Linked DNA regions of Mus musculus: all the other regions are linked to region 1. Evidence: chromatin contacts called from public HiChIP or PLAC-seq and promoter capture Hi-C data. All regions are on one chromosome and are shown on one strand. The core of a region is the stretch at or near the end of the contact, and the rest is flanking DNA. Distances in the headings are between cores, read along the strand shown. Region 1 holds the start of Cracr2a (calcium release activated channel regulator 2A). Region 2 holds the start of Tspan9 (tetraspanin 9). Region 3 holds the start of Tigar (Trp53 induced glycolysis regulatory phosphatase). Region 4 overlaps Tspan9 (tetraspanin 9). Region 5 holds the start of Ccnd2 (cyclin D2). Region 6 holds the start of Tspan11 (tetraspanin 11). Region 7 overlaps Gm46976 (a long non-coding RNA gene).

Region 1 (3,562 bases), core at 741-3,240:
CATCACACGCCTTCGCCTGTGGGGCCATCTCACAAGCTCTTCCCTCCTCCTCTTAAGTCCTGACACTTGGTTACTGACTTATATAGTCACTGGAGGTCTTAGATCCCTGTCCCCCACATAATTGCTGTGTGAACTTGGAAAAGCCACCTAACCTTTCTGACTCTAGGTTCTTCCTCTACAGTATGGGGTCAATAATGATCACAGAGGAATTACTGTTGTAATTATTAAACGTGGCTCTAGAATCCGCAACTACAACTGTCACCCACCCACCTACCAAGCTCTTTGTACAGCATCTCTGGTGCCACCCCTCACTCTGCATTCCACCCAGCCCTGCTCAAGCGTACACAGTCACCTTCCCAGGTCTCTTGCAGCCTCGAGCATGGGTGGCTTCCACCTCTGTCACAGATGTTGTAGGCTTCTGAGCCCCGTTCCAACAGAAGCCATCATGGTACCCCAGGACTGACCCTAATGCTCAGACTCCCTGGTCAAACATTCAAGGCCCTCTTGCCCTCTGCCCCAGGCACTGCCCCTTAATGCATCGAGCCTGCCATTACATCCCCTGGTTCTTCAGCACAACTTCAAGAGGTGTCCCTCCAAGAGCATCCACACTTAGCTTCTTCCTCAAGATCTGAAGGCCACATCTGGCTTGTCATGCCTGCCCCGCTCCTTCCAGAAGGAACAGCACCACCTCCTCCAGACCCCCCGAGCATCGCAGTGTAATATTTCAGAAAAGCCAAGGGACCTCTGGGTCACACCTCTTTATTTTTTAATTTCTTTTTTTTTTTTTTTAGCATCCCCAGACAAAACATTGTAGGGTAGCTTTCATAGACGACTATTATCCATAAGGACATGCATATTCATTCCTCCTAAAGAGGGCCATGAACCTGACCCCTCAAACTGAACTCTGACTTTGTGTGGACACACTGTCCTGGCTGCACACCCCTTTGCCTGCATCACTGATAACACTACTTCTTATGTACCAGCTTCTTCCAGAAATAAGGGACTCACCACCTTATGCGATGTGCCAATCAGGTTCTACCTCTTGGCCTGTCACCTTTGTAGACAGCCACTCATTGACACTTTCTGCCTTCTGAAGTCAAAGGCTAATACAGTAGGGATCCCTGGTTTCCTCCACAGAGGCAAACTGGGCAGGTTCCCTTTAGGGGTTGTGTGGTTAGTGGGAAGACGTGTGGATTGTGAGACTTTCCTGAAATCAAGGGTAGACATCACTGTGCTCTGGTACACAATTATGTGGTACACACGTATGTGCTTACACACAATACACACGCGCACACACACACACACACACACACACACACACACACACACACCACATCTGGGACAGATACAGCACAAGGTCATTGAGTCATACAGCCAGATCACAGGACAAATGGGGATCAGGAGGAAGCTACACCCCAGGATCCCTCCACCTCATCTCTCCCTCTGCTCTGGGAAGTTTTTGGTCTTTTTTTTTTTTTTTTTTTTTTTTTTTAACTGTCTCTCTGAGTTTATTTCCCTGTGAGGTAGCAATTCTTACCCCTGTGCTGGGCCCACGTGCCAGCGGCTCCCAGCAGCTCCCCCTGCTGTCCAGCAGTGTGAATTTCTAGTCACTTCACCAATAAAGTCTTAGTTTCCTCTGTAAAACAGTCTGGGTGTGACTGAAGGGTCCGAGGGGATGGGGGCTCTTTCTAAACCCTGGTGCTCCTAAGCTTTTATAGTCCCTTTTAGGGTGCAGGGCAGAGGGCCTAACCAGGCCTGGGGAAGCCAAGGCTGGGATGCTTGTCCCAGGGTGCATGCAGTCCAGGCCAGCCTCTCCTTGTGTTTTGCTGGTCTGCAGGAAGTGCGTTCTCTGCTGCCCAGCAGAGGGTTTGGGGCGAAGCCTCCCAAGACCTTCCTCCGATTACCTGCAGGGGCGTCCAGTGCGGCTGTCCGAGTTGTCCCCCTGCCTTCTGACTCGCAGCTGTCAGGAATTCGCCGGCCAGCCGGATCTGGTCCGCTGTCCCCGCCTCCGGCTGCATGGCTGGTCCAGCCCCAGCAGCGCCCCACTGCGCGCGCTCCAGGATCTACACCATACCGTGGTGTCCCAGCTTAGCGAAGCAACTTGTGACTGACTACTAAAGCCTGCAGTCTGGGTGGCGAGGGCGGGGCCGTCGCTGACTGGAGCCCAAGACTTCCTGTGCCCCCTCTTTGCTGGTCTTTGCCTTAGAGGACCCTTGCTCAATGAGCCAAGGGAGTCTGTCTCCAGAGCCTCTCTTTGCACTAAAAGCCAGGCACCAGTCTGGGCTTTGTGGACCTGCTAGAGAGAACTCATTCACCCTGAAAAACCGGCTTCAGCTGCTCTCTTTGCACTTAGAAACCAAGGGGATTTTGTTCTTGATGCTTGTCTGATCTTATGTATTCTAGGGTGGGCAGGAATGCGTGCTCAATTAAAGTCCATGCAACACGTGCCTTTAAACAAAGTATTCAATAAATCTTCAAAAACTTCCATGCTTGAAGATAGCCCTTCAGCCGAGTCCACTGCTCCCTACCAAGCTGTAAGCTCATCTTCCAGTTTCGCCACTCGACCCTCAAACATACAGCTCTGCACCAAAGCTGCTACCTGTTGCAAATACCAGGTGCCTTTTCTGGCTGCTAAGACCTCTATCTTTACCCAGAATTCCCCTCTTTCTTCTTTTCCCGTTGGAAACCTACCCATCCAGGCTCCATGAAATATCAGTTTAGGGACCTTTCCCCAAACACTGCCCCTCAGCAGAAGGTCTGTCCTCCTCTGGCAAGTTTATCTATTAGCCATCGCCCCCATACACACACACCCTACACACATAGAAACACACTCTAAACCCAGATCACAAAGAGACACCCACACTCATTGGTACCAATTACTACAATGTATCCTTTCTGCTTGCAGCCGGCCAGTGGCTAGTTCACCATCCCACCCCACCGCAGGAGCCTCAGAAGGGGCCAATATCCTCTCATTCCTTCCCTCAGCGTCTCCTCCTCTGTGCCCTGGTTTTCCCTTCTCAGTCCTGGAGAAGGCTTGCTTGTGTCAGCCCCCAGAGTTGGAATGGAACAAGATGACACATAAGCTTGAGACCCAGCCAGCTAGGTAGCAAATCTGGGTCTCTAGGATGTGTCAGATGGATCGCTCACCTTTCTCAATCAGCTAAACTAAGAAAAGAGGCATTTTCATCACCACCGCCCAAGACAAGGAGGGACGGCAGGACTCATCTTGATGCAAAGCCACTTCATCTCCGTTCTACAGAGGAGAAAACGGAGACCAGAGACACCAAGTCAGAGGCACCTAAGGTCATGGCCATGGTCATTCTCATAACTACTGCCTCTTCCTTCTCAGGCTCCAGCTGGCTTCCATGCCTACAACCACCTCATGGGATGGCAGTCATTTGCCTCTCACTGCTTCATGAGCTATTAATCAGTTAATTGGTCAAGGTATTAGCAGTCAAGAGCCCAGACTGAAGCCCACAGATGTGAGCTCTATCTTGGCAGCTACAGCCTTGGCAAGTTATTGAACCTCTTGTCAGTGCATGGCTAAGGATTCTTGTGTCAT
Region 2 (3,562 bases), core at 326-2,825, 470 kb before region 1:
TGTCCTGGTCAAAGAGCTCAGCACTCTCACGGGAGCCAGCTAGACATTTGCTTCTTTTTTCTTTTGTCTTTGTTTTTTTTTTTTTTTTCAGACAGTATCTCAGGACCATTGGTCCCCAAAGGAGAGACCCAGTGGTGGTTGTTCACACAGAGCTTTGCTTCTGAGTTCAGAAGGGACCCAGAAGAGTCAAAACAGATCTCAGAGTTATCACCTCTAGGGTGGTGGTGGGGCAAAGTGAAGGTGAATTCCCCCTAGTTGGAATCACTGCCCCCACCCCCCACCCCTCGGGGCATAGCCACAACCATCTGAGTCTATCTGTGCCTCCAGTAACTTCCTGTCCTAACTAGATTTTGTGCTGCCCAAAGGGCAGGCAGTAGTACTATGGTGTTTCCTCAAGGGCTCCCCCTTGGGGCTCAGGATAGAGGGTTGGGGGTTGCAGAGTAGACTCCATCTAGCCGTCCCTATGGAGTACCTTCCAGAGGCTGAGCTCCTTGTTAGCTGCTGGGAGCCTGGTAAAACTTAGCTCCCACACTGACTCACTGCACAAAGGAGAGACTCAGTGTCTAACCCCCGCACCCCCACCCCACTCAGTCTTCTAGTTTTTATCATTTGCAAACCGTGGTGGCCCCAGGTCAGCAATGCAGACTTCTGCATATAAGCCCAGAGGAGGCTGTCTTCATTGCAGCGCTTCACAAGAGGATGAAGGGCTGTTTTTGGATGTTCCTCTGGCAGGCACATACCTCCTGTCTTTTCTCTGACCTCGGCTCCGAGAGGACTCGGGTGTGACCAAAAAAGCATTGCTACCTTGCTCTTCTGCTGGCAAAAAGCAGTGCCCCACTTGAGCCGCCTGCCCCTTGCAGCCCGCCGTCCCACTCGGGAACGCGGAGGCGGGGGCTTGCGCAGCTGCAGGAGTCTCTCGGAGCCGCGCGTGCGTGTGCGCGTGGAGGGGGCAGGGAGGGCGGCGCGCCCCGCGGAGGCCTGAGGGCGCTTTCCTACACCTTGCGTCTCTGCTGCGGCCCCTCTACCAGTGCGCAGTAGCCATTCTCACGTGTGCAAAAGCGTGGTGTGTGTGTGTGTGTGTGTGTGTGTGTGTGTGTGTGTGTGTGTGTGTGTGTGTGTGTGTGTGTGTGTAAAGGTACTGCTTGGGACCATGTGCCCCAGGCTAGACAGGCCCGACGTTCCTAGGGGGCGGAGGCCAGCCTAGTAGTGGCCACCGTTTCTTTCCCTTCCAGCCTTTCCCCCCAGACCTATCCTCTGGCTTCCTAGGGTTCTTGGTGTCTCCAGTTCTCCCCCTCCTCTAGTCGCGGCCCTTGCTGGGGCAAGAAACCAGTGCTTTCCCATGGAGGTGTTAGTTCATTCCTAGCCACTGAGCGAGCCCTTGACATTTAGAAGGGTTCTGGGCACACTAGTTTAGGCACACAAGCAGACCGCTAATCCTATTAAAGATATTGTGTCATTGGGGAGGGGGGTAGCTCCCCTACCGGAGCCAGGCAGACCTTGAGCCCATTGGTCGGATGCAAAGCAGGGGGCGGGGCCCAGAGCCCGGGGAAGGGGCTCTAGGCGATTTCAGAGTCGAGAGTCAGGGCTGGAATTTCGCAGGGCAAGCCCAGCGGTTGCAGCTGCAGCGGATCCGAGGCTCTCTGCCCGCGGCGCACCCGGGCAGCCCAGGGCCGGCAGCGGCTCCGCAAAGTCGCGGAGCAAGGGAGGCCGAGCGCCCGCAAAGTGGTGGGGCTCCGGGTTGGAAGAGGCGTGCCTGCGGAGCTTGGATCCCAGCGCCCTTTCGCCTCGAGTGCTGCGTCCGGTCGGTGGTGCAGCCGCCCGGGAAAGAGCAGTCAAATTGCAGCCTCCCTAAAGAAGCCTAGTTACGCAGGCGAGCCGGCTCCCCAAGCGTGCTTATAACAGTGCCGCAGAGCCCTCCCGGGCCAGCGGGCTAAGGCTGGGAGCGGGGCGCCGTCCCAGAGGCAGTGAACCCCCGGCAGTTGGTTGCTCCGCTATTGCTCGCGGGTGCAGAGAGGGGGCGTGCGAAGCTCCAACAGCCAGCTTGCTCAGAACCCGTGCCCGACCGGGGTGCCCCCTCCGTCCCACTCTGGGAGCAATGCCCCCCGCCCCTCGTGCCCCCCGGGAACGAGGCGAGCATGGAGAAGTCGAGTAGCGAGGATTCTTCGATCCACCGGAGTCCATCTTTGGACAGCAAGGACTCGGACTTTGCCAAGCCGTCCACCTCTGGCCGCCCGTTCGGCCGCGGCTTCACGGCTGGCGCCTTCTACGGCACCGCGGGTTCGCGGGGTCAGAGCCGCACGGAGGCCGGCATTAAGACTGACAAGTACAATGCACCCAAAGGCAGCAAGTACGTGGTGTTTTACCTGGACCTGTCCTTTGTGTTCCTCCTAGAATTTAAGAAGTGCAACATGGCCAGGGGCTGTCTCTGCTGCTTGAAGTACACGATGTTCCTCTTCAATTTGATATTCTGGGTAAGTCCTTACTGTTGAGTCTTCCGTTGCTCCTTCTCCTTGCTTTCCACCCTAGGAATATCTTCTACTTCCTCCTCGCTCTACCTTATCTGCCCAAAGGTAAGTGCTTTTAAAAATTGAAGGCACCCTCCCACTCCCTGCATCTTTCTGTTCCCTTTTCCCTCTTCTCCATGGCTGAATGGAGGCTTCAACTTGTCAGTCTTCCAGGAGAGACACGTTCTGCTCCCAGGAAGCTGGAAAGTTTGCCACTGCTTCCTTCTCCCAAAAAAAAGGCACACTGAAGTACCTGCACCAGGGAACCTGCATCATGGGTGTGGGTCAGACGGCACAGCTGTGCCCCTGGGTTGGTGGGGGGCCGTGAGGATGGTTTCTGAGTTTCTTCTATTGCTCCTGGAGGCAGGAGGCCAGTCTGTAGCATTGTGGGGGTGGGGTGGGGGTGTGGAGGTCACAGTCCCCTGCTCATTTACATGGTTCCCAGGAAGAGGAGGAAGCAGCCATACACGATGAGGGACAGGCTGCTGCTTTTGAGGGATTGCTGTGGGCTGGGCAGCCAGCACTTGGCCAGGCCACTCTTTCCCAGGCTCCAGGAGCCTCCAGGATGAGCAAAAAGGACAAAGGGAGATGATTTTTCTAGAGAAAGTGTCAATGGATGGGCTGGCTTGGGAATATCGTCTGTCTCATGTGTGACGCTGGTGACTGTGTGCACAAGTACTTACGAGTTACACAAACTGGATGAAAACTTAATTCATCTCTGCTTCTTTCGTCCTCACTACTGCCTGCCTCCGTCTTTCTTCACCAGAGCTCAGACTACTCAGCACAGATGTTTGGCTCATCCCCAGGCTCCGTCCTGCCACTGGCTGGAGGCCGTCAGCTGCCAAGCATGGTCCAGGAGGAGCCTGGGGGCAGGAGAAAGACATCTCAGCGAGGCTGCATGGCAGTAGTGTGCATCTCCTGTGGAGTGATCCACTTTTAAGAAAAACTTTGGGGGGGTGTATGTGGAGGGGGCCACTTTTCTGGAGAAGGGGAAGGAAGCTCTAGGCTTCGAAGGAAGAAGTGTGAGTCTCCTCTGCCTTCTGTTCTTTGTTAGAGTT
Region 3 (3,562 bases), core at 624-3,123, 450 kb after region 1:
GGCCTAAGCTTTTCATGGCCACTATGCTTCAAAATCCAGATCAAAATCTTCCAGCCTCAAGATCTGGATCACAGCCATGCTCCCATTTTTGGACTGAAGTTCATTCCAGACACAGTCAAATTAGCAACTGAGAATAGCCATCACAGTGTCTCTTCACATCAATAAGACCCTAACTAAGACAACTTCTTTTAGATAACATTAGCTTGTGTCAAATTGACATAGAACTAGCCAGTATATTGTTTTATCATCATCACATCATCATCATCATCAGACAGGGGCTAACAATGTAACCCCTGATGCCTGGAACTCCCTGTGTAGACCAGGCTGACCTAAAACTCAGAAGATTTTCTTGCCTCTGACTCCTGAGTGCTGGGGCTAAGGGTATGTGCCACCATACTTGGTAAAAATAAATATAGCCAAAAGGGACTCTTGTGCCCTCTCTTTGGCTATGAGTCTGTTGAAACAATGGATCCCAAGAGACTGGGAGTCTCTCCATCTCTCCGGGAATCTCTTGCTGGAGTGAGAAAAAGTCCTGAAGGCAGTCAGAGGAGGGAACAGTCTCTGGAAGGAACATCACTTGCTAGAGATAGGCAGAGATGAGACATTCCTCTGTGGGCGACTACACCTTGGTGGCTGGGCTGCTTAGGCATGTCTATCTCTTAGCTTCCATTTAAAATTTCAGAGAAAATTTAGGATCCCACCAATGGACTGAGGTGAGGAACAGTGGATACACTGAATAAACCTCTTTTTCCTCCTTTTTTTCCCTCACTATTTATTTGGCTCTCAGTTGTCTTAGGAAGGCTAGATGGCCAGGCCTGGCTGGCTGGGCACAGGCTGTTGACCTCCAGCCCCTATAGCCCTTTTGTCCCTATGTTCCTATTATATGGCTGAGGACTAGAGGCTCAGTCTCAGTCTTGAAGACATCTATTTATTTGTTGATATTTCTTTTTATTTTATGTGTCTAGGTGCTCTGCCTGAATGTCTGTGCATAACGTGAGCCCAGAGGTCAGCAGAAAGTAAATGGTCTTCCTGGAACTGCAGTTACAGATGTTTGATTGCCTCTGTGGGTGCACTGGGCTTTGAACCTGGTTCTCCAGAGGAGCAAATAATCTGGGCTCTTAAAGGGTTAAGCCAACTCCCCAACCCCTCTCGAGGGGTTTTATACAGAACCTTTGTCCCTGCATTTGTTTTTAAGGAAACGACTTTCCTCTAGATCAGTGCAACAGAGATAACGTTCATTACAATAGGAATTATTTTAAGAAATGGTTGAATTAAACTCTTAATACAACAGGTATCAGTGGAGAGCTCTAGAGTAACTTAATTATAAATGATAGCAGCATTAGCGAAAATACTTGGTAATAATGTTTGGGAGGACCAGGCTCAGCAAAGCAGAAGGCAAGAAAGTGGCCTGACAAAAGTCTTTGGTTAAGAAGTTGAGAGAGAAACTAGGTTGGTTTGGATCTACATACCTACTTTGACCTCACTTCCCAGGTAAAGGATAACAGCTAACCCTCAAAGGATGCAGTCTGGCTGTGTAACCACCAGAGGAGAGCCATCGCCTTGGCACACTACAGGCACACTACACCTTGCACGCCTTCCTCAAATCAGTTCAGCATAAAACAATCAAAGCAGTCCTTATCTGTCCCTGGTGCAGGCGGCGGTCTAGCTCTGGCAAGACTCCAGGGCGTTAACCCAGGGCGGGGCCGCGCGCACCTGCCAGGCGCCAATCACAGGTTGGCGCGCAGGAGCGCAAGCGCCACTGGCCTGGGCGGGGCTTCTCCGGTTTCAGGCTCCACCTTTATTGGCAACCCTGTGGTGACGTTCAGCCGCCTCGACCAATAGCTACGGGGCCGGTCCGCCGTGCAGACGGAAGTAGTGCAGGCAAAGTGGTCCCAGAGTCAGGCGCAGCGAGGTGCTGCTGCAGAGCCGGGTCGTGGCTCACGCGTCTTGTGCCAAAATGCCGCGCTTCGCCTTGACCGTTATCCGCCAGTGAGTATCGCAGTTGCCGGGAGCTTCCTGGCCTGGGTCTCTTCTGGTCCCTACGTGCTCCAATCCGGGGAGGGTGGGCTTTCCATGTGCTTTTTCTTTGCATCCTCTCGTGTCCAATCTTTTATCCGCGACACCCTGCGTGAGGAAGCCGGGTCTTAAATGTCAAGAGCCTTGCGTTTTCCACGAGGAAAGAAGTGTGGAGAAGCACACGATCACGGTTCCCAGCCATTGCGAGAAGACATGACCCGGCCTCTCGACTTTTCAGTGTGACCTTTTCTGCCCCCTAGTAAATTCCAGAGTTTTTAGAATTGCTGAGCCACACCTCATCTATCCTATGCTGGTTGCCTTATTTTCTCACCCTCCCCTCCCCCTTTCTCCTTGCATCGGGGGTACTTTTGCAATTTACCTCCCTTCAGAGGCTACAGTTCTGAGGGAAAAAATTAGAGAGTTCGAGATCTCCGTCTCAGTCGACTGCATCACCCTGAACAAACATTTTTATCATGACAGATTTCATGGAGCAGAATCTGGCTTTAGGTCACCTATCGTTTTCCTTCCCAGTACATGTTTGCCTGGTGATGATGGTAGGCAGATTCAGGGTGGGTAAGAGGAGGGAAGTTTCAAGGCGTTGCTTGGTTGGGATTCAGGCTCCTCGTTGGGATTCAGTAGCTGCCTCGTAGGACAGACTTAATCTTTCTGACCTGCGTTCCGATAAGCAGATTGGTGGCAGCAGTCTTTCTAATCTCTCTGGATCTAACCAAATGGAGAGGATGGAGCACATGGAGCAGAGAGGAAGAAATATGCCCGAGAATTAAATAACGTGTTCTTCTGTAAGCAAAGCTCAGATAAAAAGCAGCTGAGTCTCACCTGTGTAGTCAGGGCTTATCAGAACAGCTTCTCGGAGCGGGACTGATTACCGTTTCCGGCTTCATAGGGCTCACAGGAACGCTGACAGCGTTTGAACCTTGTGGCGACCTTCTTCAACGCATGCTTTTTCTGTCCAGCTTCCTCTTTATAGGAAGATGGTCTCCAGCATCATGTGAAGTGGACCTTTAGGATTCAGGGATTTTAGTGGCTAAATTAGAACTCTGGTTCCCTGTGTCTTTCTGTGTCCCTGTGCTTTCTAGAATGTTCCGGGAGATGATACCGCTTTATTGGGAGCACTAAAGGAACATGAACCCCCTTGTCCTCTTTTCAATGTAGACCCTGCTGGGAAACGATCCCTACTTAGATTTTTTTTTTTTTTTTTTTTTTGGTTTTTCGAGACAGGGTTTCTCTGTAGTCTTGGCTGTCCTGGAACTCACTTTATAGTCCAGGCTGGCCTTGAACTCAGAAATCCGCCTGTCTCTGCCTCCCAAGTGCTAGGATTAAAGGCGTGCGCCACCACCGCCCGCCCCCTACTTAGATTCTTAACGGGCAATATCTGTGTGAATATGGAGTATCTGTGATTCACTGGAGAGTAAGGGGAGTCAGACTCCAGGGAACTTAAAGTTGTGGGGCAAGTATTTGAACCAGAGCAAATTAACCCACTATTCTCTGCTTCTTGGTTATCTTAAAGCCTAGTGTTCGAAGGTCA
Region 4 (3,562 bases), core at 494-2,993, 430 kb before region 1:
GGACCTCTGGGTGTCAGTTTCAACAGTAGGCCCTGTTGGGGACAGTTGACCCCAAATAGTGTCCTCTAAGGTAACAGATCCTCACTTGAGGCTGTTTAATGTCTTGTGGCTTCATCTTCTTGACCCAGACTCTTCCCCTTCCTCAAGAGGCTGTCAGCCACAAAGGCCTGGGTCTCTAAAGATGAGTAAACTAGCTTTCTCTTTTGTCCCAGTCTGAACAGCCTCTCACCATTTCCTCCAGGGCTCCAGATACTTCAGGAGCTGGGATGCTGAACGCCTCACCTTCTGCCTGTTTGTCTAGCTTGTAGGAGGCCAGGTCACAGCCGTGGTCTTGGGTTCTAGCCCTCCCCAGATGGTATGGGGTAGACAGATCCCAGGAGCAGAGAGGCAGCTGGTGGCATGGCTGTCCCTTCCCAGAAGCCACCAGGCAGTGTGTGCTTTGGGAGGAGTGCTGGCAAGTCCCTCTCACCGCTGCACCCGACCCTGTGCCGCAGGCAGACAGTCAACATCGGTGGCAGTGGGGCCCTCCAGATGGTGAGCCCCCCAGCAGCCCCCTGAAGGGGACCATGTGGCTGATAGTCTCTTTAGTCACACTTTGAAAGCCAAATGATGAGAAAGGACCAGCAGGAGCCAGGTCCCACGGACGCCAACAGCGCAGAAGGCAAGCATGTGGTCCACTAGATTTGTACCACCAGGACCTTCTTCCCGCCAGTTGGGAGCCCTAAGGGTCTTCCTTTCCAGGGCTCTGTTCCTCATTCCTTTGGAGGGCTGTGAGCCCAGCCTGGCCTCGCAGCAGGAAGCCCTGAGCTCCAGTGACACCAAACACTCATTTCTACTCTGCACCTCGGTTCCTCCATTCTGGGTATCCCTGACTTCTAGAGGCCACACTGCTCTTAGAAGAAGCCATAGGATGTTCATGCTGTAGAGTAATTTCTGTATAGACGCTAAGAGATCCTGAGATGAAGAGATGAAGACACTGCCAGCGTCCTTAGGTACCACTCCACTCCCCTCCATCCCCAGGAGGTCCTATGCCTTTGTTTCCTGCTGGCAGCGCCTGGTTCTGGAACTCTTCAACACTCTGATTGGGCCATCCTTGAGCTGCCAGGCAGGCAAGCAAGCAAGCAAGCACGCAAGCAGACGCCTGGACCAAAGCACATTTCTTGCACCTGCCAGTTTGGTAGAGTGATCTGGAAGATGCCAGGCTCATTTCTGCCTCTCAGGGCTTGGCCAAGGGAGGTGCAGAGGCCAGGGAGGATGTCCTTAGAGCAGTTCCTGGGCCTCCATCCTCAAAGTAGAAAGGGAGCATTGACTTCTGCCACAGGAGAGAAATAGTTTTCAGTTTTCTTTTTCTCAAAGCATTTGCGTGTTCCAGCAGTGGAGCAAGGGACATTGGGTCCCAGCCTAGCTGAGGTGGAGGGACGTGGAGAAAGGTGGGGTATGATGTATCCTCAACTTGCCACACGAGCTCAGAACACCTCCCTGGGCCATGGTGACCTGTAAATTGAGCAGGGTGGGAAAGGGCCATCTGCTGGTTCTCCCATGATGGGTGTGTCCACGCTCCCTTCATAGAGCCTGTGCCATCAGCATGGTGACAAGCCTCTTGCCTTCATGAAAAGCCGGCTTGCCCTTTGCTTGTGTTCAGATGGTGTTGGCTGGCTTCGTGAGAAGCCTGAGGTTATATTTTGAGATCCGCTAGGCAGGGTTGTGTGGTTCTTCTCGTTGTCCGTGGTTGTGCACACTTTGATCCAGTCCCCCACCACAGTAGAGTCGCCCCGTGGCTCACGTCTACAGCTTTCTTGAGGGTGTCTGGTGTGTTTCCTGTATGAAATGATTTCCTGTTCCTGTCAGAGCACCCAGAACTGAGAACCTCTGACCTTCTCTCTGTCAGCCATGTGCTGTGCATCCAAGATTGTCCCGCTGGTTAGAGAAGCCAGGAGCTCTGTCTCATCCCTGCTCTGTCACCCAGGCCAGCTTGCTCATGCTGAGGCCAGCTTGTTGGCAGTCAAATACACTGTCTTAAGAGGGTGGATCAAGGACCATATCTGTGACTCAGAGCCTTTCCTGGTGCCATGACATAGCCCTTGAGGTATGTGAAGCTGGGCTCTTAGCCTTCCGTGCCTGCTGTAACCTTCCAGGTCTGGGGAATACCCAGGTTGATAACAGTGCATGTTAGGCTGCCCAGGAGAAGGGGCCTGGGCCTGGGAGTAGCGTTGGGGAGAAAGCAGGAGAAAGCTGTTCACACCTGAACTTTTCTCTTCTCTCCTTCCCCCTCCTACGTCTGGGCTTTGGGGGTCATCTTAGATCTAGGTGCAGAACTAGTACATACCTGTGCCTGGGCTAACTTCCAGAGCCCAGGGGGTAGAGATGAGAAAAAAAATGTTCTGTGTGAGGGTCCCTGGTTGTAAGAAAGAGGAGGGGACAGGCTGGTTGTGAGTAACTGATCTTGAATGATGGACAGGCTCGAGATAAAGGAAAGGATGTTGGTTCTTTCTTTGCTTTATTCTTTTCTTCTTAGGGATTTTTTGAGACAAGGTCTCAGTACGTAGCCCAAACTTGACTTGAATTCAATTCCCTTCTGCCTCAGTTTTCTAAGTGCTGGGATCATAGGTGTGTACCACCACGCCAGCAGGAAGTCGGTGCTTAAAAAAATAAAAGTTCACATCTGAATATAAATCTAATGTGTAAGGAAGAACTGAGGGGGATAAATCAGTGGACATTAAAATCCTCCTCTCCACCCCCCCCCCCGCCACCCCCAATTCTGTTCTCCTGAGCGAGCCGCTGCTCACTTGTTGGTGTTAATAGAGATGTGAAGGAGATTCTTCAGTTACAAAGGACACTAGCTTAAAAGATGGGGACCCCGGGCAGTGATTTTTCATATACCCCAGGAGTCCTGGGTCAGTCAGCACCACACATAGTCTCAGAGTACAGAGGTGGGTGAGCCGGGGAACCAATGGTAGAATACAGAAATGCAGAGTAAGAGGTGGCTGGGGCCAGAGCAGCTCCTGTCCAGAAAGAGAGCCCTGGGCTTTCCTTAGACCCCCTAATGGCAGGGCCCCCTGCTTAGCTAACACGTTGATTTGCTCTGGTCTCTGGGCAAGAGAAGTTAAGTCATTTCTTGCCTCATAGGTTTTATCGCTTGGTCCCTGTTCTGTCCTCTGGGCTTCATGGAGGATGCACAGCCTCCGCAAACTGCTGCCTCGTTCACACACCTAAAACCCACCCACAAGGCTGATGGATCAGTAAGTGTAGTCCTTGCCACACAAGCCTGAGACCCTGAGCCGTGCTGCCCAGCACTCATGTGCAAAGTACAGTGAGACACTTTGTGGTTTTGACCCAAGCACCAAGAGTCTGGGACAGGACCAGCCAGCCTAGCCAGATCAGTGACCTCCAGCTTCCGAGTGACCCTGCTTCAGAAAATAAAGTGGGGTGCAATCGAGAAAGATGTGCAAGATGGCTCTCTAGCCTCTACTACTCAGACACACACATACAACCCCGCCTCTTGTTCCTTGCCGTACCTCCATGCTTTCAGGCCTGCCACTCGGATTCCCACATGGGCACTATT
Region 5 (3,562 bases), core at 738-3,237, 410 kb after region 1:
CAGGATAACACCGAGACCTCTATTCGGGAAACCCATCTTGATTAAACCCCACAGGTGATGGACAGAGTGCACTAGACAAGCGTCACCTTGGGCGCAGGACGGTTCCGTCTTAAGTTCGCAACTTGAGTTTTTCAATGAGTTCTCCCCCACCCACCTCCGAAAGCTAATGGCTTCCATTGCAATTACACATTTTCCTCGCCCGCCCCTTCCCTCCCCTTTCTTTACATGCAGTAGATTGGATACTAATTCCCGCTGCCATTGATAGGGTCCGAGGAGCCCAGGCCCCTGTGCGGGCCTAGCCCGCCCGGGTCCCCGCTCTCCCTCCGCCCTTCCCGGGCTTCCTTTTGATGTAGCGGAGAAGGCTTCCTACTTTAAAAAAAAAAAGTAATCTGCCCGGTAACAATCAGCGCGCAGTAGCAGGAGCCCCAGAGCTATTGGCTATGCAAATAGAGGGAGGGGAGACGGCGCCCCAAACTCATACTCACCCTTTTAAAGTGATATCCCCTCCCCCCGCCCACCCCTTCCGCCCCACCCTCGTTTAAAGGGGCTGGCCCAGGGCTGGAGTTAATCGCTTGCACCTCGGCTTTATTGCCTCCCCTCCCGGGCCTTTCCGAGAGCCCACGGGTGGTGCTCCCACAGCGTGCCACCCCCTCCCCCCCCCAGCCTCAGCCTCCGCTAGCCTTAAGCGTCCCTGATCATCCCCCCTTCTTAAGGAAGGAGGGACTCAGTGCCCCCCCCCGTGTGCCCAGAGAGGTGCAACCCACGCCATGCTATCTGCACGTGCCAGCGTGGCCACCATGCGGGGGCCAGTGGTTCCTCGCCCCTTCCTCCCTCCTTTAATATAGTTAAAGGCAGGGTGGGAGCAGGAAGGAGGTGAGGAAACGCCAACGTGTCCCCCTCTACCAACAGCCTTGACCACAGGATGCTTTAGAGCACATGTCAGAGCCGACCCCAAAATCCTGGCGGAAGGATGAGGCGCGAGACCCCACGGGGTCGGGGATTGAGGGGTGCAGGACTCAGGAGCCCCCGGGGAAAGGAAGGGTGGCCTTGCTGGCGCAGGGAGAGCCAAACCTAAACCCTCCCTCTCCCCCTCCCTGGCCCCTCCCGAGCCATTTCCTAGAAAGCTGTATCAATGTGGCCACGCTCCGCGCAGACACCTAGGGCGGCTTGTCAGCAGATGCAGGGGCGAGGAAGCGGGTTTTTCCTGCGTGGCCGAGGCCCGCGGAGGAACCGCTGCTAGCCCTGCCCCCGGTCTGGGGCCGCTCTGAGAGGCTGGCCGCGTTGCCCAATGGCGCCCCCAAGAACAGAAAGGTTTCTGCAGGAGGGTCATATTCTACTAGGCTTAAGAAGCACCCCTTTCTCCAACATCCACCCCTTCCTCCTCTTCCTCTCCACGCACGTGGCTCGGGGCGGACAACAGCTTGAAAGTTATCAGGAGTCTAAGCTTGAGGGGCATAACCTTTATCCCTGGTTTGGCGAGGTTGCAATTTTCTCAAATAAGCCTTTCCTTGTTCCTCATTTAGGGGTCTACTTCTAAGTTATCTGAACTCATCCACATGGTAAATCTATCTACCTGAATCTTGAATAATGGGCTGTTTTTCTGATCACATTGCAAGCCTCCGAAGTTAGAGAGCACACACGTACACACCCTTTATGCCCCCATGGTATGCCTACAGAATGTCAGAAAGGATAATCAATAGGAATCCATGGGGTTTGTGGGTTCCCCTATCCGAGGCCCCTAGCATGCGGGGCTGGATGGGGAGAGGGCCTCGGAGAAGTAGGGAGAGGGGTTGGGGGTGGGGAGCGGGGATCGTGTTTGAAGTTTGGTCAGGCCAGCTGCTGTGCTCCTTAATAACAAGAGGGAAGGGGGGGGGGAGAGGGAGGGAAAGATTGAAAGGAGGGGAGGGACGCTAGAGGAGGGGAGGAAAGGGGGAGGAGGAACCTGAGAGGGGGAGGAGATCTAACTGCCCTTCCAGCTTGCGTCACTGCCTGAGCGAGAGAGGAGAGCGAGCTGAGGAGAGCCGGGCAGTTCGGAGGGAAGGACCGGTGCGAGTCAGGCGGCCCTTGAGGCTCCGCTCGCCCACCTTCCACTCTTCTCTCTCTCTCTCCCTCTCTCTCTTTGCCATTTCTTTCCTCTCCCAAATCTCCCATTCAGCCAAAGGAAGGAGGTAAGGGAAGCACTCCCCGACCCCCCCGCACCTCCAAAAAATAATAATAATAAAAAAAATTTACAGTCGGGACCGAGTGGTGGCCGGCTGGCTATGGAGCTGCTGTGCTGCGAGGTGGACCCGGTCCGCAGGGCCGTGCCGGACCGCAACCTGCTGGAAGACCGCGTTCTGCAGAACCTGTTGACCATCGAGGAGCGCTACCTCCCGCAGTGTTCCTATTTCAAGTGCGTGCAGAAGGACATCCAACCGTACATGCGCAGGATGGTGGCCACCTGGATGCTAGAGGTAGGTGTGCGGGCGACGCTCTCAGGGAGAGGCAAGCCCAGCCGCTCCATCCCTACCTCCAACACGCAGAGATCCTAAAAACTGCGGGAGAACTACCCCTGCGCTGGCCTCCCCCGCTCGTGCGCGAGGTAGCCCCGCACCCTTGGGCGAGACGCTAATTCTGTCCCTTGCTAGATTAACTAGTGGAGGAAAACTTGGGTGAGTGAGGATGTCCTCCCCCCCCCGGGGGGTTGGCATCCCGCGCGTGTGCCTGCATGTGGCTTCCTCGTCTTCCCATCTCCATTTCTGACCTGTGGTGTGGAAGCAACCCCGGCTGCCTTCAGTGAGGCCCCAGAGGGTGTTGCGACCTAACAATCCATACCAACATATAAAGAGCCCCCCCCCGCCCCCGACTCTCAGGGTTGGGGCAAACCGTCTGAGCCTTAGGACTCCGCGTTGGCACTTTGGCAGGAGGTGGGGGTGGGGGAGAAACAGGGAATTCAGGAGAGCCCCGGAAGTCATACTGAAAAAAACGTGCGTTTAGGGCAATCTGAAAGAACCGCTGCTTTAGCCTTGCTTGCAATCTTTGCCGAGAGAGCAGGGTGCCCACGTATGCACAGCTCTGGACCTGCCGTGGTTTCGCCATGTTGCTTTGCAAACTCCATTTACAAGGACTGGCAACATTCGCCGGCGCCCCCACCCCCTCTCAGCACCCCATGATCCTGGGCACCCTCTTTCTGATCGTGCCCTCTTCCCCAGCCCTCGGTTCACCAAGGTTACTTACAGTTTGGCTGCTTCTTGAGCGCGCAGATTTGGGTGGGGTAGGAAGCGGGGGAGGAGGTGTGTAGAGCAGGCTAGGGGGCACCCCCAAATGAGAGGTCAGAGTCCCGCATGCCTCCTGGAGGGGGGTTCCCTGGTTTCGTCTCACCCAACCCCCAGCAGGCACAGCCTTCCTAGCTACTGCCCTTGTGGGCCGCAGCCGAACACTCCGCAAGTTTCCCCCACTGAGATCTAGAGCCCCTGGGGTGGAGATACCGACCTTACGGACACCCGAAACCTCTTTTCCAGGGAGCCTGGGACCTCTCTGGGGTTTTCAGGCCCACAGAGCGTTTCTAGGATTTTCCCTCGAT
Region 6 (3,562 bases), core at 490-2,989, 330 kb before region 1:
GGTCCTATGGCTAAAAGCAAGATGGCAGACCAGCTTACCTACACTCTTCTGAAAGTGTGCTTTCTGCAGAGGTAAGATGCTCAGAGTATTTGAAGACCATGCAAGCCTGTTTTTCTTTTTTTCCTGTGTCACAGAAGATATTTAGACAGAAACTATGTGAGGCCTGTCTGTAATTCCCACATTTCCAACTAAGAGTCCAGACACAGGCTCCAGACAGACACCCCTCTTGTGCTGAGGGTAGGGGCTCCCTCTACCACCACTGACCAAGCAGATGCAGGCCACTAGGACACTCCCAAGCTACTAGCGGGTACTTGTGTTCCCAGCGCCGCCCCCTTGCTTAGAGCCCCATCCCAGGCATCTCCACATTGTTCCTCCAACCACCTAGGTGACAAGTAGGACCTGGTCAGTGGCCCCACTGTGTACAGTACGCCATGGAGCTCTGATAACTCTCCTGGGATACAGTTTTGGGACATAGTCATGGCAGCTAAACTCCCTACTAAGTTCTGGTCTAAGCCCAGGCTGCCAAACTCCACCAGCTGTCTCATAGTGATTCATTAATTAAACACAGACCATCTAGTCTTGCTCAATCCTACCCTCTTTTTCTCCCCAAGACCCTACGATACTGTAACTCTACACCCTGGAGTGCACTTAGGAATTTTCTAGAAATTGTTTCTTCTTCTGGTACCCCTTCCTACTTCCTGCCACAATATGTGCCACTTGCCAGCCTCTGGTTGCTTCTTCCTGTGCTCTCTGCAATCTAAGCCCAAGTTAAGACGCCAACTAGTCCTCTCCCTGCTTTACAACTAGTCACATGTGGGCACTGCATAATTCAAACAAAACCCCTACATTCCAGAATCCCCCTCATTCTCTCTTCAACACAGGAAGCCAAGCACGTAGACATAGGTGACAAGGCCTGCCTAACTCAGTTTCCACTGATACACAACAGGGCCCAGGTGGATAGCTCAGCCTGGGACGGCAGACTGCCTAGGAACAACCAACCCCCCAGTGTCCTAGACTCAGCAGCTGCCAGCAGCTAGCAGACCCTGTTTTGCATGGGGTCCAGCAGCCACGGACTTGGCATTTTGCCTCTGCTAACAAACAAGAGACAGCCCCTAGTATTTGGGATTAACAAAGCGGGGGGGGGGGGCATTTGACGGAGGGCCAGTCATACACAGGACACTCTGTATGGCCCAAGCTATCAAAGCTGGGCGCACAAAGTTAAAGGCAACCCAGTCAAGAAAGGCAAGGCAGACATTCAGAGTAGTACCAACCCCACCCCTACCCCGCTGAGCACAGTGCGACACCCATGCGCGCACCCACCGCTGCCTCATCCTCATCCAAGGGCAACTTTCTTGGCCACTGAGCCCCTCTGGGGTCGTGCCAGGGACGGGCAGCTGAGCTGGAGGAGCCATGCCAGGACGGCTTGGTGCTTTAATGTCAACCCCACCGGCGCTCTTGTCTCCCGCCGCCACCTGCACTTACCCGGCCAAAACCGCCAGGCTGGATGCAGCGAGGGATCGGGAATCCGGAGCTGTGATTGTGGCTGTCCTGGCCACAGCCGCCCGCTCCACCCTGCGCTCCTTGCCCACTGGCCCGCGGTGGCTGCTGGCTGCCCCTCTCACTCAGACTGGGGGACGCGCCCACAGGCCCGGGGCGGGCGGGACCGGGGCTGCTCTTTGTTTGGAGCTGGCTTTTTTTTTTTCCCACCCAAAGCAGAGCACACTGAGCACTCGGTCCTGGCAGTTGTGCAGAAGTGGCTCCAGGAAACTTGTGAGGAGGGGGTGGGGCTGAAGAGAGGCGGATGGCCCTCTGTCCCGTCCCACCCACTCATCAGTAATCACTGTCCCAGACTTAGATTTATCCTCATGAAGTGGGGGGAAATTCCAGGATCCCGGAAGAATTGAATCCATGACAGGTTCCTTGGGATGTAGGGACAAGCCTCCCACTTCTCTCCTCACTCCTGAGACACAGGAACCGGTTTTTTTGGGGGTGGGGTGGGGTGGGGGTGGGGAGTCAAAATCCTGCGGACCATCATTTCTTTTACCCTCCTTGGAACCAAAGAAAAGCCAGATCCCTTTCCGTACTGGAACACAGTGGAAGGACAGACAACCAAGACCCAGTCTCTGCCAGTGGGTGAGGGTGAAGAGTTGCTGACCGCCCTCCCCCCCCCCCCCAACACACACACACACTGCCCGGCCAGTGGGTGAGCACCCTGTGTGATTTACTAAGAGGAACAGCCCGTGCTTAGCCAGCCTTGACTGCAGTGAGCAAGGCTTGGTAGCTTATTAATTTTTCTCCTCGCAATGCCACAATACCTGACAAGAGAAACTTAAGGGTTTGTTCTGTCTGGAAATTCGAGTGTGCAGGGGATCACAGACTGAATGGCACTGCCACCAGAGCAGGAGTGGCTGGTCACTGAGTGTTTGACGGCAGGAGGCAGAAGGGGCAAATGTAAGCGCTCAGTTTGCTTGCTTTGTTTTTCTTTGTTATTCAGATTCCCATGTAGCTGTTTTCACACACAATCCCTCAGTGAAACCTTTCTGAAAACATCCTCACAGAAGCACCGGAAGGTGCGTTTCCTAGGTGACTCTAAATTCAGTGAGGTTGACCACTCAGTCGCAGGAAGCAGGCAAAGCTGAGGGTTCCTAGCTACGGAGGCCAGCTGGCTGCTAAGAATGCCCTGTCACAGCAGAGATGAGATAGGGACTGTCTCCTTCGGAACTCATCCTGAGAGCTGGCGGCTAGGGTTCAGGGACATGGGGCCTTTCAGAGCATTTGAGTGGTAAGGACTCATTTCTCAGTTCCCGCAGTGGACTGGTTACTCCAGTGGGTGGATTATTTCTATTTCGTTTTTATTTGTGTGAATGTATGTCCATGTGTGTGGATGTGTTCATCTGTGAACAGATGTGTGTTCGTGTGTATACAGATGCATGAGCATGTGTGTGTACAGACCAGAGGTTATTGTATAGCATGGTGTTGCCCCTTATTTCTGAAAGAAATAACTCCCCTCTTTCACTTGCTACCATGACCTTACACAGTATGAGGCCCTTGCCAGACATGGCCATTTGTTTGTTTGTTTGTTTGTTTTTTGACCCGTAGAACATGGGCCATAGACTTTAATTCTTTATACTTTGTTCAGTCTCAGGTATTTCATTGAAGCAATGGAAGATGGGCTAAGAAAGTGGGACGGAGGGACTCAGAGGAGGTCATGGCTGTAATCTCTCTGAGAGATGAACTGGGGATGCAGGTGGTGAAAGGAAAAGACACAGCAGAGAGGTCTACAGAGCTGTGCAGCAGAAGGAGGAGCCTGTGAGATGGGGACCAGGGGCAGCATGAGCCAAAGGAAACCTCCATCTCCTTCAAAGTCCTTTATAGCAGGCATTTCACCACAGGGATGGAAAGTGGGGTGACACACTAGATACAGCAGGTGGAGGGGTGCTCGGATATGGATCCTGGACCCACCGGCCGAATGCAGAGCACACAAAGGTGACTCTCTTGGTTCTGCTCTAGAGGGCTCTGAAATCCACTCCAATTCCACAGCTTCCCAAAGAAAACCCTAATT
Region 7 (3,562 bases), core at 394-2,893, 290 kb before region 1:
GTGCAAAGGCTTCAAAACTATGGAGTCCTGGCCAGCCCCACTCTGAGTGCTAATATCACCTAGGGGTGGTTTCCATTCACTGGATAACTCAGACCATAGGACTAGCAGCAGGGAGCAGGGTCCTTGTCCTTAGTTGTCTACAAAGGACACCCCCCCCCGGGAGGGAGGGGGAGGGTACCCTAAAATGTGGACAGGGGCATATTTTCCTAACAGTATCAAGTTTGCCAGCTAAAAATTGGGCTTGAAAGCTGTAACACATTAAATTGGAAGGGCTCTGATAGCTGCTTGAAGCTGCTGGCCACTTATGCAGGTGACAGAGCTGTAGGGGACAAAGGAGTCCAACAAAGGGGAGCCTGGTAAACAAGGATCTGGGATTGCTGGCCTCCAGGCTCACATGTCACATGGGCCCTGTCTGACCCTTGTCCAGGACAAAAACCAACCCCTTTCTTTTTGGGGGGGAGGTGTTGGTTTTTTGAGACAGGGTTTCTCTGTATAGCCCTGGCTGTCCTGGAACTCACTTTGTAGACCAGGCTGGCCTCAAACTCAGAAATCCGCCTGCCTCTGCCTCCCAAGTGCTGTGATTAAAGGTGTGTGCCACCACTGCCCAGCTTTCTCAGGCTTTATTCTTCTGTCACCCTGTCCCCTTGTCTACTATTTTTGGACTAGTGCTTCGAAAACATTCATTCTCTTCCCCCTCCCCCCCCTCCCTTTCTCCTTTTCTCCCTCCCCTTCTCCCTTCCTTCTCTTGTAACTAGAACTCCAAATCTACTATTCTAGTAGATACCAAATCTCGTGCTAGGCATAAGAGACCAGAACAAAGAGAAACAGTGCCAGTCTTTAGGGGCCTGTGCTGAGAGGGTTAGAGATAACTCACCAGCCAGCATCCACTGGACACTGGCTCTTAGACAGCTACATCTGAGGACACTCAAGTCCCTTCTATAAGATGGCACAGCATTTGCACATTGCATACATACATCCTCCTGTACACTTTAAACCTAAGTTATTCATAATACAACTCGAAGGCTGTTACACTGTACTATTAAGCGAGAAGTAACAGGGGGAAAGCCTCATGTGTTAGGTACAGACAGTGCTCTAGAACATTTAGATTCATGGTGGTTGGATCCACAGATGTTGAATTCAAGGATTCAGTGAACCAAGCATTAGCCCGTTGCCACGAGCTGTTCTGGATGCCACTCATTTAGTGTTTTTGAGTCACAGAACAGAAAGGATGCTACTTTTGAGCTGGCCGGGCAACATGGTACCTCCAAAGGGATATAAGACACAGGAGACAAGGCACAGAAATATAGGGCATTAAGAGATTTAGGGAAGAGTCTAGAAGCAGTGCTCTAAGCCGCAGACCCTGTGGAACTGATAGCGCTCCTCTGCTCTGGCTGTCTGCACTGGAAGGGAAGAGCAGCTTTTTGGCTCTGCTCAGTTCAAACATTTAGGTGAGAGTTGGAACCGTGTCCTGTGCTGGCCTGGTGTGGGAGCCAAGAAAGAAGTAATGAGGGTGGGGGAAGCCAGGAGGAGCCAGGCCATAATTGCCTGAGGGCACTAATTGTGGCCACAGCCGCAGGAGGCCCTGTGATCTCCCGGCCTGCTGGGCTGCACACTACATAATGGCTCCTTAGTTATGGGATCCATACTAAGCCCAGATCCTGTTCTACACAGGCAGGCAGGACAGAGAATGCAGGGCTTATTAGACTGAGGCACTGGGAGCGACAAGTCTTGGCTGCTTTTTTTTTTCTGTCCCTGCTGCTGACTGACGACACAGTCTAAGCCAATTAGGGAACATCTGTTTGCCTATGAGGCGAGCTGATGGGATGACTTCTTACAGCAGGGCACTGTGCTCTGCTGAATCCCTCTGAGTGAGCCCTTCTCCCAACAGAGTGACACTTGGGTGGTGTCCCACCATGCCCATTATGTGTTAGATGCTGTTCCAAGCGGAGCAGTGGAAAAAAGGACCGCAATGTCTCGAATGGAGCTTGCGGTCCCCTAGAGGAGTGTATTCGTTGGGTTTCTTTGGCTGTGATACAACACCATGACCAAAAGCAACGTGAGGAGCAAAGGGTCTATTTGACCTTACAGTTGGAGATCATTGTGAAAAGAAAGCAGAGCGGGAACTCAAGGCAGGAACTGCGTTAGAGACAGTGGAGGGGCCTCCAGATATTGGTTTAATCCTCATGGCTTGCTCAGTTTGTTTCTTTCTTTTTTTTTTTTTTCCAAACACAAGACCACCTGCCCAGGGGTAGTGCCATCATAGTGGTGGATACTCTCCTATATCAATCATAAATCAACCCCACCCCCAATGACCTATAGACTCTATAGATTGACCCTACAGACAGGCCAATTTGATAGGGGCATTTTCTTAATTGAAAATGACCCCTCTTCTCAGATGACCGGAGCTTGTGTCAAGTGAACAAAAAGGCAACCCAAGGCAACCCAGGAAAGATAAGGAAATGCGGTGCACAGTGTGTGCAGTGGTGGAAGTGTCTAGCGAGGAGGATGGATGGACTGCATCAGAAAGCTAGGCAGTGTGCTGGGTGGTGTTCATGGAATCATCTATGCACCAAGCCTCTTGGCACACCTGTGACGATTAGCTAGCTTCTGAGACTGTTGTCAATAATGTTGATTGACACGGGCATGCTCAACTGAATCGTGGGTGTGGCCATTCCACAGGAAGGGGACCTTGGATGGGATAAAAAGGGGAAAGTGGGTTGAGTACTAGGCTGCATTCATCGCCATCCCTCTGCTTTCTGAGAGTGGGTTCGATACACCCAAGGCCAGGCAACTTATAAAGAAGAGAGTTTTATTTCATTCACATCAACATAGGGATGGAATGGCAGGGTGAATCTGACCTTTCTCCAGGCTGGAGGACTTGGACAGATTCACATAGGCCAGGCTATCAAGGGTTAACTTTTCAAAAACCTTGGCTGCTCTATTTAAGTAGATCTGAGAGAGTGTGGGGAACAGGGAAGAGTGTCTGTTCTCAGGTTATTTACCTAAAAACAAGGACTCTGTGGGTTTGGGAAGTGGTTTTTAAAGACTATGAGAAGTGCTTCATTCTGGAGATAGAAATGTTTGAGACAAGTGGGACCGAGGTGCCAGGACAGAGAGAACTTCGGGCGCCTTGTAAGCAAAGCAGTTTGATACAGTGGAAAGGGGTGGATAACCTTTTCCAGGCTTGAATTTCACTAGGCGGCACTTGCTACATCCTGACCTCACTCCACCCTCAAAGGAAACTTGTGGAATTACTCTTCCTGTTCAGGGAGGGGCTTAGATCAGCGGCTGGAGAGACAGGTGGGGAGATTAGAGACAAAATAGTCTTTCCTCCTTTGCAGGGTTGCGAGGATTAACTGAGTTAATTCATGTGCAATGCTTAGAACAGCTCCTGGTGTGTATCAAGCACATATGTGTTTTCTATCCCTTTCATTAGCTTCAGAGACTGTGGTCCCCTGCTGTTTTGAAACCATTTCCCTTCAGAGCCCTGGCCAAGTGTGGAGGAGCTTGTGGCTAAGGCTCCAAGAGGAGGAAATGTTCCCGTTTCTCATTTCTCTGCAGC

Evidence for each region. Promoter capture Hi-C pulls out the DNA fragments that hold promoters and counts their contacts. HiChIP or PLAC-seq counts read pairs in DNA pulled down with a chosen protein or histone mark. Capture Hi-C pulls out chosen DNA fragments and counts their contacts.
Region 2: a contact with region 1 is called in a CTCF HiChIP or PLAC-seq map of the NIH/3T3 cell line, with 5 read pairs. The contact joins the promoter of Tspan9 here to the promoter of Cracr2a in region 1. A contact is called at or near these places in 1 of 15 datasets of contacts at CTCF or cohesin (the NIH/3T3 cell line) and 6 of 115 datasets of contacts at active chromatin or transcription factors (the NIH/3T3 cell line, embryonic stem cells, forebrain and 2 more).
Region 3: a promoter capture Hi-C map of pre-B cells shows a contact between it and region 1. The contact joins the promoter of Tigar here to the promoter of Cracr2a in region 1. A contact is called at or near these places in 3 of 39 promoter capture datasets (liver and pre-B cells), 1 of 115 datasets of contacts at active chromatin or transcription factors (bone marrow-derived macrophages) and 1 of 9 other capture datasets (liver).
Region 4: a contact with region 1 is called in a CTCF HiChIP or PLAC-seq map of the NIH/3T3 cell line, with 7 read pairs. The contact joins the enhancer-like site here to the promoter of Cracr2a in region 1. A contact is called at or near these places in 1 of 15 datasets of contacts at CTCF or cohesin (the NIH/3T3 cell line), 1 of 484 Hi-C or Micro-C datasets (CD8 T cells) and 6 of 115 datasets of contacts at active chromatin or transcription factors (the NIH/3T3 cell line, embryonic basal ganglia, embryonic limb bud and 3 more).
Region 5: a promoter capture Hi-C map of liver shows a contact between it and region 1, with 6 times the contacts expected there. The contact joins the promoter of Ccnd2 here to the promoter of Cracr2a in region 1. A contact is called at or near these places in 12 of 39 promoter capture datasets (3T3-L1-derived adipocytes, the C10 cell line, HPC-7-derived erythroid cells and 8 more), 6 of 484 Hi-C or Micro-C datasets (CD4 T cells, CD8 T cells, memory CD8 T cells and 1 more), 4 of 115 datasets of contacts at active chromatin or transcription factors (forebrain, large pre-B cells, memory CD8 T cells and 1 more) and 3 of 9 other capture datasets (adipose tissue, embryonic stem cells and liver).
Region 6: a contact with region 1 is called in a promoter capture Hi-C map of adipose tissue. The contact joins the promoter of Tspan11 here to the promoter of Cracr2a in region 1. A contact is called at or near these places in 15 of 39 promoter capture datasets (the 3T3-L1 cell line, 3T3-L1-derived adipocytes, cranial neural crest and 9 more), 2 of 15 datasets of contacts at CTCF or cohesin (the NIH/3T3 cell line and stem cell-derived epiblast-like cells), 11 of 484 Hi-C or Micro-C datasets (embryonic stem cells, epiblasts, muscle stem cells and 3 more), 10 of 115 datasets of contacts at active chromatin or transcription factors (the NIH/3T3 cell line, embryonic basal ganglia, embryonic hindbrain and 4 more) and 2 of 9 other capture datasets (adipose tissue and embryonic stem cells).
Region 7: a contact with region 1 is called in an H3K4me3 HiChIP or PLAC-seq map of embryonic limb bud, with 3 times the contacts expected there. The contact joins the enhancer-like site here to the promoter of Cracr2a in region 1. A contact is called at or near these places in 1 of 15 datasets of contacts at CTCF or cohesin (the NIH/3T3 cell line), 1 of 484 Hi-C or Micro-C datasets (primordial germ cells) and 4 of 115 datasets of contacts at active chromatin or transcription factors (embryonic basal ganglia, embryonic limb bud and embryonic stem cells).

Annotation. Positions count from the first base shown.
Region 1 is chr6:127,559,764-127,563,325 of GRCm38.p6, reverse strand. It overlaps Cracr2a (calcium release activated channel regulator 2A), which reads right to left and starts at 1,990. Exons shown (of 19, transcript NM_001368877.1): 1 at 1,905-1,990.
Region 2 is chr6:128,033,075-128,036,636 of GRCm38.p6, reverse strand. Tspan9 (tetraspanin 9) reads left to right here and starts at 1,575. Exons shown (of 7, transcript NM_001379136.1): 1 at 1,575-2,471. The coding sequence starts at 2,136.
Region 3 is chr6:127,107,863-127,111,424 of GRCm38.p6, reverse strand. It overlaps Tigar (Trp53 induced glycolysis regulatory phosphatase), which reads left to right and starts at 1,873. Exons shown (of 6, transcript NM_177003.5): 1 at 1,873-1,989. The coding sequence starts at 1,958.
Region 4 is chr6:127,990,197-127,993,758 of GRCm38.p6, reverse strand. The region is part of intron 1 of Tspan9 (tetraspanin 9); the gene reads left to right. Among named protein-coding and RNA genes, the nearest start is that of Tspan9, 43 kb to the left of the region's middle. Within about 2 kb of position 1,743, at least 117 of the 459 cell types and tissues checked have an H3K27ac peak or open chromatin away from gene starts, as enhancers often do. A contact at or near this core is called in CD8 T cells, the NIH/3T3 cell line, memory CD8 T cells and 1 more, where this site is marked.
Region 5 is chr6:127,149,473-127,153,034 of GRCm38.p6, reverse strand. Ccnd2 (cyclin D2) reads left to right here and starts at 1,987. Exons shown (of 5, transcript NM_009829.3): 1 at 1,987-2,453. The coding sequence starts at 2,262. It overlaps 9330179D12Rik (RIKEN cDNA 9330179D12 gene), which reads right to left. Exons shown (of 3, transcript NR_040274.1): 1 at 3,472-3,562.
Region 6 is chr6:127,885,799-127,889,360 of GRCm38.p6, reverse strand. It overlaps Tspan11 (tetraspanin 11), which reads right to left and starts at 1,739. Exons shown (of 8, transcript NM_026743.3): 1 at 1,483-1,739.
Region 7 is chr6:127,854,137-127,857,698 of GRCm38.p6, reverse strand. The region is part of intron 1 of Gm46976 (a long non-coding RNA gene); the gene reads right to left. Among named protein-coding and RNA genes, the nearest start is that of Gm46976, 5.2 kb to the right of the region's middle. Within about 2 kb of position 1,643, at least 42 of the 459 cell types and tissues checked have an H3K27ac peak or open chromatin away from gene starts, as enhancers often do. A contact at or near this core is called in embryonic limb bud, where this site is marked.